3 separate regions of the Capsicum annuum genome follow, and regions 1 and 2 are each linked to region 3. The links are chromatin contacts, called in public Hi-C maps. All regions are on one chromosome and are shown on one strand. The core of a region is the stretch at or near the end of the contact, and the rest is flanking DNA. Distances in the headings are between cores, read along the strand shown.

Region 1 (4,372 bases), core at 776-3,275, 74 kb after region 3:
TGTGGTGTGGTGCAGTTATGCACGGGTATGAATGTGGGTTTTAAAGGTGATGCGGTGCGGTGCGGTTTTAGAAAAAACCCGCACCGCACCATTGCCACAGGGGCGGAGCTACGGCTTGCGAAGGGTGGTCAGATGAACACCCTTCGTCAGAAATTTTTTTTGGATATATAAGTTAAATATAGATATATATATATATATGGTTATATATATACTGATGAAAATCCTTGATAAGATAGAAATGCATAACCTAGTGGTTAAGGGTGTGCAAATTTATGTTGGTGATGTAGGTTCGATTCCCATTAGATGCATTTGCTTTTATTTTCCTTTTTAAAAGAGGAACAGGTCCGTGTGAAAGCCCAATTGACCAACTAATGTGAAAGGCTGAAAGCTCAGGTGCTGCTAAGGCTGATATTAAAAAAATAAAATTAAAGCACACTTTTTTTTTAATTAAAAAAGAACAAGTTAAACTTAAATTCTAATTTCTAAAGTAGTAGTGTTAAATCCAAGCCCAATTGCCCAACTAATGTGAAAGGCTGAAAGCTCAAGTGCTGCTAAAGGTGATTTAAAAAAAATAAAATTAAAGCACACTTTTTTTTTAATTAAAAAAGAACAAGTTAAACTTAAATTCTAATTTCTAAAGTAGTAGTGTTAAACCCAACCCTTCAATTGTTCACGAGCCCTAAACTATTCTCTATTTCCTCACCACAAATCCACAATCTTCTCCACCTTATTGTTTAAAAAAAGTTGAAATTTGGTGTTAAAGTCTTCAAAGCTTCAACGGGCTATCATTATAATTTTTCTTCATCGAATATTGAATTGTGAATTGTAAAAAGGTATTCTTCAATTCTTCTTATCTTTTAGTTTAATTTTTTTCCCTTAAACTTGCTTTTGTGTATTTTTTTTTTGTTTTGAACTAAGTAATTCAACATTTTAATTTTATCTAGTAGATAACTTGCTAGTTAATATAATTTGGAAGGATGGGACAATGTTTCAAGTATTCATAATTTTTTATTTGTTGAAATTGAATAATAAGTGTGATGCGCTTGATTTTTATTTTAGTTTGAGGTTTCAATGAGCTTGGAGAAGTATTTTCGTAAAGTTTCAAAAATAAGTTCAACGTCTCAAAGTCAATCCCGATGAGATGAAGATGTTGATCAAATAGAAATACCATCTCAGTCTTCTCAGAGACAAAAATTGATGTAAATGATCTAAAAATTGATCCCGCTGAAAGACCTCCGATTTTGAGTTATCCTCTGAATATTCATGATGAGATAAGAAGGGCATACATTCTAAAACATCCTTTCCAACCTCGAGATCATGAGTTTCCTCAAACAGACTTTTTTGGAATTCCACATCATTTTGTTTCTAAATGGTTTGATGAATATTCTGATTGGTTGGAATATAGTGTAAGTGCAGATGCAGCTTATTGTTTGCCTTGTTATTTATTTCAAGGCGAAAGCATTCATCAAGGTGGTGGTAATACATTTTCCACGAAGGGATTTAGAAATTGGCACAGAAAAGATAGCTTTGCAACACACATTGGTCCTCCGAATAGCATTCATAATCAATCAAAAAGGAAGTCTGAAGATCTTATGAGGGAGGAACAATCTATTGAGGTGGCATTTTACAAGTTGGACAAGAAAAGTAAGAATGAATATTGAGTTCGGTTAAATGCTTCAATCGATGTGGTCCGATTTCTTCTAAATTAAGGTTTAGCACTCTGTGGTCATGATGAAAGTGAATCATTCTTGAACAAAGGTAATTTTCTTGATGCACTTTCTTAGCTTGAGGATAGATGTGATGACATTAAACCTTGTGTTAGAAAAAACTCCAAAAAATAATAAAATGATTTCTCATGATATTCAAAAAGATATTGTGACCGCGTGTAAGATTGAAACTATCAAAGCTATAATAAAGGATTTAGATGGTGACTACATTGCTTTGTTGGTTGATGAATCAAGAGACGTATCACGCAAAGAGCAAATGGCTATTTGTTTATGATATGTTGATAAAAGGGGATTTATGATGGAAGCATTTATTGGACTTGTTCATGTTAAAGATACTAGTGCTTTATCCCTAAAGAAAGCAATTGTGGATGTACTTGCTCACCATTCTTTAACTTTAGCTTATGTACGAGGGCAATGTTATAATGGAGCAAGCAATATGCAAGGTGAGTTAGGTGGTCTTAAAACATTAATTAGACAAGAAAGTAGATCGGCTCACTCAGTTCATTGTTTTGCTCATCAACTTTAATTGACTCTTATTGCGGTTTCTAAAAGGTGTGTTCAAGTAGGAGAACTTGTATTATTGACTTCAAATATTTTGAATGTGTTGGGAGCTTCCTTTAAACGTGTGGATAAATTTCGAGAATATCAAAAAGAAAAACTCCAAGAGGAATTAGATATGGGTGAGCTAGAAACGGGTAGAGGTTTGAATCAAGAACTTGGTCTTATTAAAGCCGGTGATACTCGTTGGGAATCTCACTACAAGTCGTTTAAAAATTTTATTAGTAACCTTGCCTCCATTGTTGATGTACTTGATTCTCTTGTTGAAAATGCAAGTACTTCGGAAGAAAAAGCTAGCGCATAGGGATTTCTTAGAAGTTGTCAAACTTTTGAGACTGTTTTCTTGTTGCATTTGATGACTGATGTTTTAGGAATCACAAATGATCTTAATGTGTCATTACAGAAAAAGGAACAGGATATTGCTAATGCCATGATTCTTGTCAAAGTAGCAAAGAGAAGATTGCAAGCATTACGAGATAATGAATGGGATCCTATTTTTAAAAAGACTGTTGGTTGGGATTCGCTCAAAGAAAAGGTCGAGAAATTTTGTATCAAGCATAGTATTCCATTACCCAAGTATGATGAGCCATGTGCTAACTCAGGGAGATCACGACGTAAAGTAGTTGATTATACTACTTTGCACCATTACCGTGTGGATGTGTTTTATAAAATTATTGATTGGCAGTTACAAGAACTTAATGACCGTTTTAATGAGGTGACAAGTGATTTGCTTAATGGTGAAGCTTGCTTGAATCCAATTGATACATTTTCTAGTTTTGACATCCAAAAGATATTGGTGATGGCTAAATTATATCCTGATGATTTTGATGAGTTCAACATGAGGGTTCTTGAGAATCAACTTGTTAATTATATTATTGATGTTCGTGATATTGATAAAAGATTCTCCAATTTAGGCGGACTTGGAGAACTTTCAAGAAAGTTGGTTGAGAAAAAGAAGCATTTAACCTATCCTCTTGTATTTCTTTTAGTGAAGTTTGCTTTGCTTCTACCTGTTGTCACTGCATCAGTTGAAAAAGTTTTTTCGGCAATGAAGTATATCAAAAATGACTTGCAGAATCGAATGGATGATGAATTCTTATATGGTTGCATAGTGCCTTATATAGAAAAAAGAGTATTTAAGAATATTTCTAATGAGTGTATTATAGAAACATTTCAAGGGATGAAGCGTCGCCGAATGCACTTGTAATTATATTTTCTGATCAAGTTTTTATTAATAGAATTTGCTTTGTTGACTTTTTTTATATTATATGTTTCAACTTGTTATCTTATATGTTTTTTTATGATTAGTTTGGTTCAAAAATTCTTCTTCTTCAATATACGGTTTACAATATTTTTTTATGACCCACTTCTTTTTCTAAAAATATGAACACCCTTAACCAAAATCCTGGCTCCGCCACTGCATTGCCATCCTATTTTTAACTGCCATCTGCTTCGTCTCAATCTTTTCCTTTCCACTAGAAGATGAAGGTTGTAATGAATGATCGTATAATTTTCTTTCCAGCATATTTGATCAAATTTGCTTCTTCTCTGTTTCAGCAATATACAGTTTCAGGAACACGCAGTGCAAAAAAATAATTATAGAACGGGCAAATAAATTTTGCTTCGAAACTGAAAGTTCTGTGTCTGATAAATATTCTTCTGTTGTTTCATATCCATCTTCTGGAGTATCCAAAGGTTGAGTGTTGTTTTTAGATCCTCCCCGCTGTCCAGCCTTGGTGAATAACTCAAATGTTGTCTGAGCACTTGACATTGCTCTCTTCATTGGTGGCTTGGCTAAAATTTGGTGTAGATAAGCTATTACGAAGACCAAAACGCCGTCCTTCCTAGCAAAGGATGCATCCTCCCCATTACTTGGAAATTTCTGCAAAACAAGTTAAGACACTAATCCACTTAGATAGGTACGTAATGCGATAAGCATTGCAACCAAGGTGTTATTTACATGAAGACTTTCTAATTAGCTTGACGGCTTCTTCTCTTGCACAAAAGCTCTTATGTCAGCCCCAAACACTTGAAAGAAAAATTTCTATTGTAATGGGAAGAGGAGAAATATTGTGTCCTACCTGAAG
Region 2 (4,084 bases), core at 1,280-3,779, 120 kb before region 3:
TCTTAGTCACAACCAAAATCCTACTTATTGGGTGTAATATATATATATATATATATATATATATATATATATAAACTTATTGGGTTATCGGTTTACCCAATAACCCAATATAAAAAATCGAAACAATGACCCAATAATTTTTTTTCACAAAATCATTAAAATAATCGTTAACTCAATAACGATAAATCAATAATATTTTTATCGATTCGATTTTTGTAACCTCTAACTTAAAATGCAATGTCTTACTCTATTAATTATAATAAGAAACGTTTTTGTGCATGTGAGTGTCCTCAAAATTCTAATCGAAACACTAATCAGAAACTACTATGAAACACTAACCGAAAAAAATAATTTCATATTTTTAACACAAAAAAAATATATAAATTTTTAGCTAATAGCTTACTTGATCGACGAAAATTCTTTCTTTCACTATTTTGGAGTAGAGAAAAACTGAAAAATATAATTTTTTTAGAGACAAATCGGATAATTAAAGGTAAAAGTGAATTATTTTTTAATATAGAATAAATATAAGGGAAGTGGATAGTATTTATCCTCGTGGACAGCCACATCAGCGTTTTTTTCCACATGTCCGCGCATATATTACATGTTGTGGCCAGTCAGCAAAAAAGGGCCATGCGATTTACTAAAATAACAAGTTTGGGTGTACTTAGGACAAGTCAAAGTTCAGGTGTACCATGAATAAAACGTGACAAGTTTAGGGGGTAATGTATACTTCTCTCTTTGATAAAAGGGTCTAAAATATTTTTAATAAAATGTAGATAGTTCTTTCTTTTTTTTATTAATTTAAATTCTATACCTTTTATATTTTATGATCTTTATTATTATTTTAAGTGAAATTAAAATCATAACATTCATATTAAATTTTTTAGGACCACAAAATTTTGGTAGCCTATTGCAAACGCTTTAATAGCCTCACCCTTGAGCCACCCTCGCAAACAAATTACTAATCATATATAAGTCTAATACATGCATTATTTTTCTTTAAACACACTATCAAATGACCCCTTAGTTTCTCAACTACATTAACCAACGAGAGATTGTGATACAGACACACTTCACCAAAAATCCAAGATCAATAGCCATTAAACAAACAACTCTATTTCCTCCAAAGAAGTTCTAATTTGGGAAAAAAGAAAAAGTTTTGATGTTCTCTTGTCCACCAACTATTGTATAGTAGTATATATTGCAACAGATGTGCAGTATTTGAATGTGGTGTTGGGGCAACTTTTGTGCACCTGACTAATTGCACAGATACACGCAACCTCCCACTAACAATTTAACTCTGTCTATCAACACTAAACAAATGTTAAGAAATCACCTAGTACTCTTTGTCTTTACCGCGAAATTTAAACTTAAGACTTTGTGGTTCTCAACCAACTTGATTGACCACTAGACGACACTTTTGAGTGAGTGTACAATATCTATTTATGGAGCTGATATGACGAGTTGTGATAATGTATTCGTTCCTGGTATTAACCCTTAACCCTATGATGATGCTAAATTGCAGCTCTTTCGTGCTATATATAGTTGCATTTTTATTAGGTTTGTTGTTTTGCATTCGGGAATTTATAAGTTAGTGGGATCCCTGAAATATGTTTTTGACCCATCTTTTTTAGCAGTGTGGACTGGGAATTTGAAACTTCGCGGGGGAGAAATGCCTTGTCGTAAGTTTTTGACCCTACTGACCATGTCTGGCAATATTGGCAAATGTTAATGCACATTTATGACAATTGCTAGCTACTTTACTTGAATGATAAAGTCTAGTTTGCTTTGAATAACACCTCTGTGGAGATACAAATTTATTTGCTGAATTGATGTATTAACCTAGACATCGTGATATCAAAGGATTGGCAGAGGAGCACAATTTATTAAGAGAATTCAAAATATATAAAGAAATCAAAGAGATTTAACATCTACTGTGATATCAAAGGATTAACAGAGGAGCACAATTTATTAAGAGAATTCAAAATATATAAAGAAGTCAAAGAGATTTAACATTTACTATATATATATATATATATATTTCAAACAATGTAGTTTTAAAACAAAGGGGTTTTGGATGCCTTAGTTCGACCCCGCTGAAAATTCAGTATTCAGTAAGATGTCATATATGATATGAGGTTTCTGTAAGATATGTGATTTGGAGTTATAAGAAATGTTCATTAAAGACTCATGATCTTTTTCGTGCAACAAATGTAACCAACTCTTTTTTTGCATTCGGTAAGTCTTAATAAAAATGGAAGATCATGTACACTACCTATATGATCTTCCTGCTAAAATGTATGATAAAATTCTATTGAGCAAGAAATGCGAAGGAAAATAAAAAATGATTGAATTTTTTCGCATTGCTGTTTTATTTTGTTCCTAACTATTCCAAGCATACGTCTTGCTCTTGCAATTTCCATATTCAGCAATAATATAAATGAAAGAGAAAGAGAGCTATGGTTTTCTTGTTCTTTTTGGGCTCTATGCATTAGTAGTAGTAGTTGCTGAGACTTTTCTTACTTTTCCCAAACAGTTGTCTTTGGGCCTACAATGAGGCAAATACAGCAACGGGCAAGAAGGATTATCCCTTTCAAGCCTGCAAAAGAAATAGTAAAAGATCAGCAATCAGCCCAAAAAGATATATAAATGATCAAACTTGATTTACTGAAAGAAAAAAAAAGGAAGAAGATTTTAACTCACTCATAATCAAGAAGAAAATAATGGAGAAAAATAGATATTTCAAGCTTGGCAAGGTCATTTCCTGGGCACAATCTGCTTCCTCCTCCAAAAGGAAGGAATGATCCAGCCTTAGGTGTAAGTCCCTAAAAGTTTCACAAGGTATTTACAAAATCATTATGGTTTTACCAAATTAAACATTCTTCTTTTTTGGAGGAAGGATAAAACATTTATCCGCATCCAATATTTGCACCAAAAAGCGAGGTAAAAAGTGTACAATTTACCAAAATGTATACGTGATAAAAGTATGTACAAAGACAGGTATCATGTATTCATTGACTAGTGTAATCATCAGGCACAGAGTAAATTTATATCAATAAATTGTGAAGGGATTGAGGTAAAGCAGAAGGTTTGTTTAACTTACATCCCATCTAGAAGGATTAAACTCCAGTGGATCATTATAGATATCAGGATCTAAATGAACAGACCTAAACCACAGCAAAACTTTCCATCCTTTAGGTATAGTATAACCTGTAAAACAAGTCAGTTAAGTTTTGTTAGCCTTGACATTTACTAAGAAAAAGAAACATACGAGGAAATGTTACTGTAACTGACCTTGAACAATAACATCTTCTTTCGCTTCCCGGAAGACTACAAAGGAGAAGGTAACCACTCGAAGCGTTTCATCAATCACCTATAAAGGAGCAATGAAATGGTATCATCACATCAATAACTATACAGAAAATGAATTGGTATTCCAAGAATGTAGAGAAGTAACAACTAATCTACCTTTGAGAGGTAGTCCATTTGCCTAATTTCTTTGAGGGTCAAACCTATTTGGTCAGATGGCCTATTTTTCACAATAACTTCTTGCTCTATCTGTTTTTCAAAACCAAAATATGTTTTGCTTAATAAACAAAGAATACTTGAAGATTGAAAATACATTTCAAAAATGTAAACTTTTGGTAACCTTAGCTCTCTTGAAGACTTCAGGATGTTTCTGCAGAAAATAGGTAGCCCACATGGTTATATGACCAGAAGATTCATGGCCAGCATTAAGATACATTACCAAAACATCAATAATTTCCTCATCATTCAATTTTCTTCCATTCTCATCTTCAACTTCTAGTAGAATATCCATCATGTCTTTCTTAACTTCTGGTCCTCTTTTTTCCCTCTTCGCCCTCCTATCATCCACGATTGATTGGAAGATCGCCACGAGCTTTTTACGCGCCTAAAATTTATAATTGGTTGTATAAAGCATCTCTCAACGAATTAGAGAAAATTTTGAGAATGTGACAAAGGACAGAGGTATTTACCTGAAGTGCTTTATAATAAGCAAATCCTGGCAAGTTGATAGCCATAGCTCTAACACCGTAATTCAAAGTTGTGTATTCCTTTT
Region 3 (4,205 bases), core at 378-2,877:
TGTCACTTGTCATAAGAGGTCATCCATAAATACACTTGTATATTTCATAATCTCACTAATCTTTTCAAACTAAATAAAAAATAATGCAAGAGTAGAGATTATAGTTGCTCATCACTTTTTTCTTTGGGAAAAGGAGACAAATGGCCACTCGGCCGAATTAATTTCAAGAAAATGACAATGAAATTCAAATTTTATTTTTTAGTAATTTTAATTTATCGGTTTATTCTATATAATTTTTATACATATTTTATACAATTTCTATATATATCTTATACATATAAATGTTCTATATGAAAATTATATAGTTTCAATACATAATTTATACAATAATTGTATAATTTTTTTACACATTTTATACAATAATTATATAATTTTTATACACTTTTTATACATTTTTCTATTATATATTTTATAAATATACATATTTGATAGAACAATATAATTTCTATACATATATATTATATAGATACATATTCTTATATAATAATTATACCGCTTTTATACAATCATATTTAATTATTATTTTTAAACAATAAAAAAAGCAGAATATTTTTCAGTTTAAAAAGTTATAGCAAAAAAAATTGAAATTTTTTAAAGAGGGCCTAATAGTCCAAGTTGAAAACTGTATTAGTATTGTATATGGACTGTATTAATATGATATATAAACTGTGTCTGCACTACCTATGTCAAAATGACCATAGTTAGAAAATGACTATAATGTGAAAATAAAATAACCGACTGACTGTTTTTGGACAAAATATCAAACTTGGACTATTTATTTTTAAAATGAAGATGTGATGTCTTTTCCCCTTTTTCTTTTCTTGAAAATACGTTTTTCATTTTAAAATATTTCAAACCCTCTTAAGTCGTAAGGACATTTCAACATTATTATTAAGATGATGAATGGATTTCTAAATCAAGGTTTAATTTATGATTTTGAATTTTGTATTTTGAATTTTTTGACAAAAAAAATCATATAAATGAGAAGAAAACTAATAGCGTAAGCTTGGCGTGGCACTTAGGTAGATATTATGGAAATTTGGTGCGCTATATGTAATTATTCAGCCTAATGTATGCCAAAAAAGTATATACCAAATTTATTTTTCTTAGTGCGGCCTAGTCTAATGTGGAAAATAAATATGTCAAAATGTAGATGGAAAATGAAATCGAATCGATAACCACAGCACTTCACGTAACTCAGCTTACTGAGACAATGGCTATTTGTGTACTTAGACCCCTTTTCTCAAATTAAATTTTACATATATACCGACATGTTTATCATTAATTACTAAAAATCCCAACATCTTTCAAAACCTCCTAAAATTCCAACATTTGACCGCTGATGATACAAGTTAATCACATTAGATACATACATGTATCTAATGTGATTAACTTGTATCACAGTAGATACATACATTAGATACATGTAGGGTTAACTTGTATCTCAGAAATAGTAAAAATATGAAATGTTGGGATTTAAGTAATTTTTAAAAAGTGGGAGGATTCTTAGAAGTTTAGATAGTTATGTTGTGGTTTTAGGTAATTTTTCCTTTCTCAAAAATGGGAATCCTAAGGCCCAATAAGCAAAAGTGGTCCAAAGGAAGTTCATTGGGCCAGAAAAATCCACATTAAGCCCACTGATAAATGTAGCACCAATTTAATACCTAAGTCGAGGAAAAAGTGTGGATATTGTCATATGTACAAAGAAAAAATGTTAAAGTATACGTAGAATATACAAAAGATACATTATATATATGGATTTTATTTTGATAAAAAAATTAAAAATAAATTTAAAATATTTTTTCACTTTTATCAGATGAAAAGTGATGTAAAGGCAGAGTTATATGTTAGTCTCTTTTCTAATGAAGGTATATCAACTCAAAATTACAAAGTTGAGAGGTATATGAAGCCCTTTTCCCTTGGAAAAGAGATAAGAAAGGAAGGTCTCTAGTATCCCTAATTTTGTGGTATTTGTTGACATATTTTGTTTATAAAATTATTAATGATTTAAAAGTTTGATTTTACCTTTATTACAGGGTTTTATTTAACATCAATACACGTTTTACTACGTTTCCTCTTCTTTTCCGTAGTCTTTTATTCCTCTCTTCCATAAATAAGATCCAAATATCTCAAAAATTCTGATAGAATATCTTTTTTAAAAAAAAAAATCCCCTTTAACGAGGTTGCCATCATGAGAAAATTTGGTAATTTTTATTCAAATTTAAATTTTGTGGTGGACAATGTTTTTTTCCCTACAAAATATATAGTTTACAAGGTAAATATTCATCTATTTGCACCAAATATAATTGTATATATAATTTTAATGCATGTAAATAAACAAAAGGTATCATACATATTGGTTATAGATCAGCATTATACTTGTAAGGTACCACTAATATATGTTTTATCACATATATCACTGAGACACAAAATATACAAGTACCACCAACCAAAGTTGTGACAAGTTAAACTATTATGTTATAATATCAAGGTTTTTTTGAATGAAAATCTCTTGGGTCCCTTGCAAAAGGTAAGAAGAAAATAGCATCTTCAGTTTTTTTTTTTTGTGTGTGTGTGAAAATAGAGATTCTTATGTGTAAAATGAAATCTCTTGTAAAGCTGCCATAAATTTTATTTTTAAAAAATAAATTATAAATGATCTAAAAGACCAATTCTCTCCAAAAAGGAATTTCACGAGTATTTCGTGATAATATTTTGAAATTTCAACATGACTAACAATTTTTTAATTAGAATAGGAGAAAAGTTGCCTCGAGAGTTAAGTTGTGGAAATAGCCTCTATCAGAAATACCAAGTTAAAGTTGCACATAATAAATCTTTGTAGTCCAATCTTTCTCCAAACCTCGTATGCGCGAGAGCATTACAGCAGGGGACTGCCAAAAGGCAAAAAAGTGGCTAATTGTGAATTTAAATACATTCTTAGCTATGTGATCCGTGACACCATGAATTTACACTTTATAGTGTCTCCGCCAATGATTACAACAGTGAAAGGTGTAAACACATGAAAACACTTCAAAGTTCAAGGGATGTCTATTTTTTTATGAGTAAATAACATTATGTTGCAAAACAACAAGAGTTTTAACATCTGCATAGGATATTGAAACAACAAGAGTTTTAGTTAGCCTTAGGTGAAACTGGTTGAACTTCAGTGTCTGGTGGCTCTGCATAGGATATTGAGATCAACTCCGACCTATATTTATCATCTGTGTCGCCGCTAACAGATTTTACCACATTCTCATTGTTGGAGTTTTCAGGTGCAGATTCAATAAAAGGAAGATCCTTCTCTGGTTCACTGTATGATATCGCGATTAGTGACTCACGAGTCACTTCCTCAGAAATTCCCTTGCCAGATGCTTTCTTATCCATATAATGACTGTCTTTGTCCTGGAAAATTACAACACTGAAGGAAAATAAAGATAAGTAAGACTAAGACATGATAAACGAAGGAAAGCTACGTTGGTAAAATGCAATAAACATCTCGCTGGAAAAACAGGAAATTAATCAACCAAGTTTCACCCGTACGGTTGTGGCAGTCGGCTAAACACCCTTATAGAACTTCCTTCTTGTATCAACGAACCACATGGAAGACATGATTTGGCATATTAAAGGCTTTAAAAGCCCCCACTCATATTCTATTAGTACTATTTTGAGTATACTGTTAGTTGTTGCTGACGTCTCGTCAAGATATGTTTTTGGTGAAACATGACTGTGTCACTAGGCCCAAAATAAACAGTTGGTTCCAATGTGCAACCGAAAAAAAAAACGAAAAGAAAAAGGGGGGTATAATCTCACAACTTATACATGTTACAGACCACGAGAATTCTATAAAATGCAACATGATTAAGAAGATGAGCAAAAAAAAACATGACTTGTAAAAGAAGAAGTACAGCAGCAGACTAAAGTTTGTTAAACCATTAAGTTTTGTGGAGCCACATCATAAGATCATTGGCAACCACCTTCGCTGCCAATAAAGAAACCAAATTCCTTCGGCATTTGTATCCTTTCCCATGTTTACCAAATTGAACAAACAAGCTCTATCAATAGTCCACGTTCTTAACTAACTAGAGGAAAAGTCTACAGAAAGATAAAGTCATTAGGATCACATGTCTATGATGTCAGCAAGATGACTATATTGATCAATCAAATGTAAGTGATCAACATTCCTGTTTGCAACAACAACAAACCCA

What was found. A called contact is a pair of places that touch in the nucleus more often than the background predicts.
Region 1: a Hi-C map of placenta shows a contact between it and region 3, with 2.5 times the contacts expected there. The contact joins the promoter of LOC107860342 here to the enhancer-like site in region 3.
Region 2: a contact with region 3 is called in a Hi-C map of leaf, with 2.7 times the contacts expected there. The contact joins two enhancer-like sites. A contact is called at or near these places in 2 of 5 Hi-C or Micro-C datasets (leaf and placenta).

What each region holds. Positions count from the first base shown.
Region 1 is chr1:200,693,372-200,697,743 of UCD10Xv1.1, forward strand. It overlaps LOC107860342, which reads left to right and starts at 2,026. Exons shown (of 4, transcript XM_016705666.2): 1 at 2,026-2,170; 2 at 2,294-2,560; 3 at 2,657-3,116; 4 at 3,186-3,492. The coding sequence starts at 2,026. The coding sequence ends at 3,492. It also overlaps the pseudogene LOC124898708.
Region 2 is chr1:200,498,007-200,502,090 of UCD10Xv1.1, forward strand. It overlaps LOC107844151 (ent-kaurenoic acid oxidase 1), which reads right to left. Exons shown (of 8, transcript XM_016688636.2): 2 at 4,002-4,084; 3 at 3,653-3,916; 4 at 3,472-3,561; 5 at 3,298-3,376; 6 at 3,107-3,213; 7 at 2,707-2,828; 8 at 2,200-2,602. The coding sequence ends at 2,488. Among protein-coding and RNA genes, the nearest start is that of LOC107844151, 6.2 kb to the right of the region's middle. Within about 2 kb of position 2,530, at least 3 of the 5 cell types and tissues checked have an H3K27ac peak or open chromatin away from gene starts, as enhancers often do.
Region 3 is chr1:200,620,209-200,624,413 of UCD10Xv1.1, forward strand. LOC107844142 (a long non-coding RNA gene) reads right to left here. Exons shown (of 2, transcript XR_007047627.1): 2 at 2,957-3,418. Among protein-coding and RNA genes, the nearest start is that of LOC107844142, 4.1 kb to the right of the region's middle. Within about 2 kb of position 1,628, at least 1 of the 5 cell types and tissues checked has an H3K27ac peak or open chromatin away from gene starts, as enhancers often do.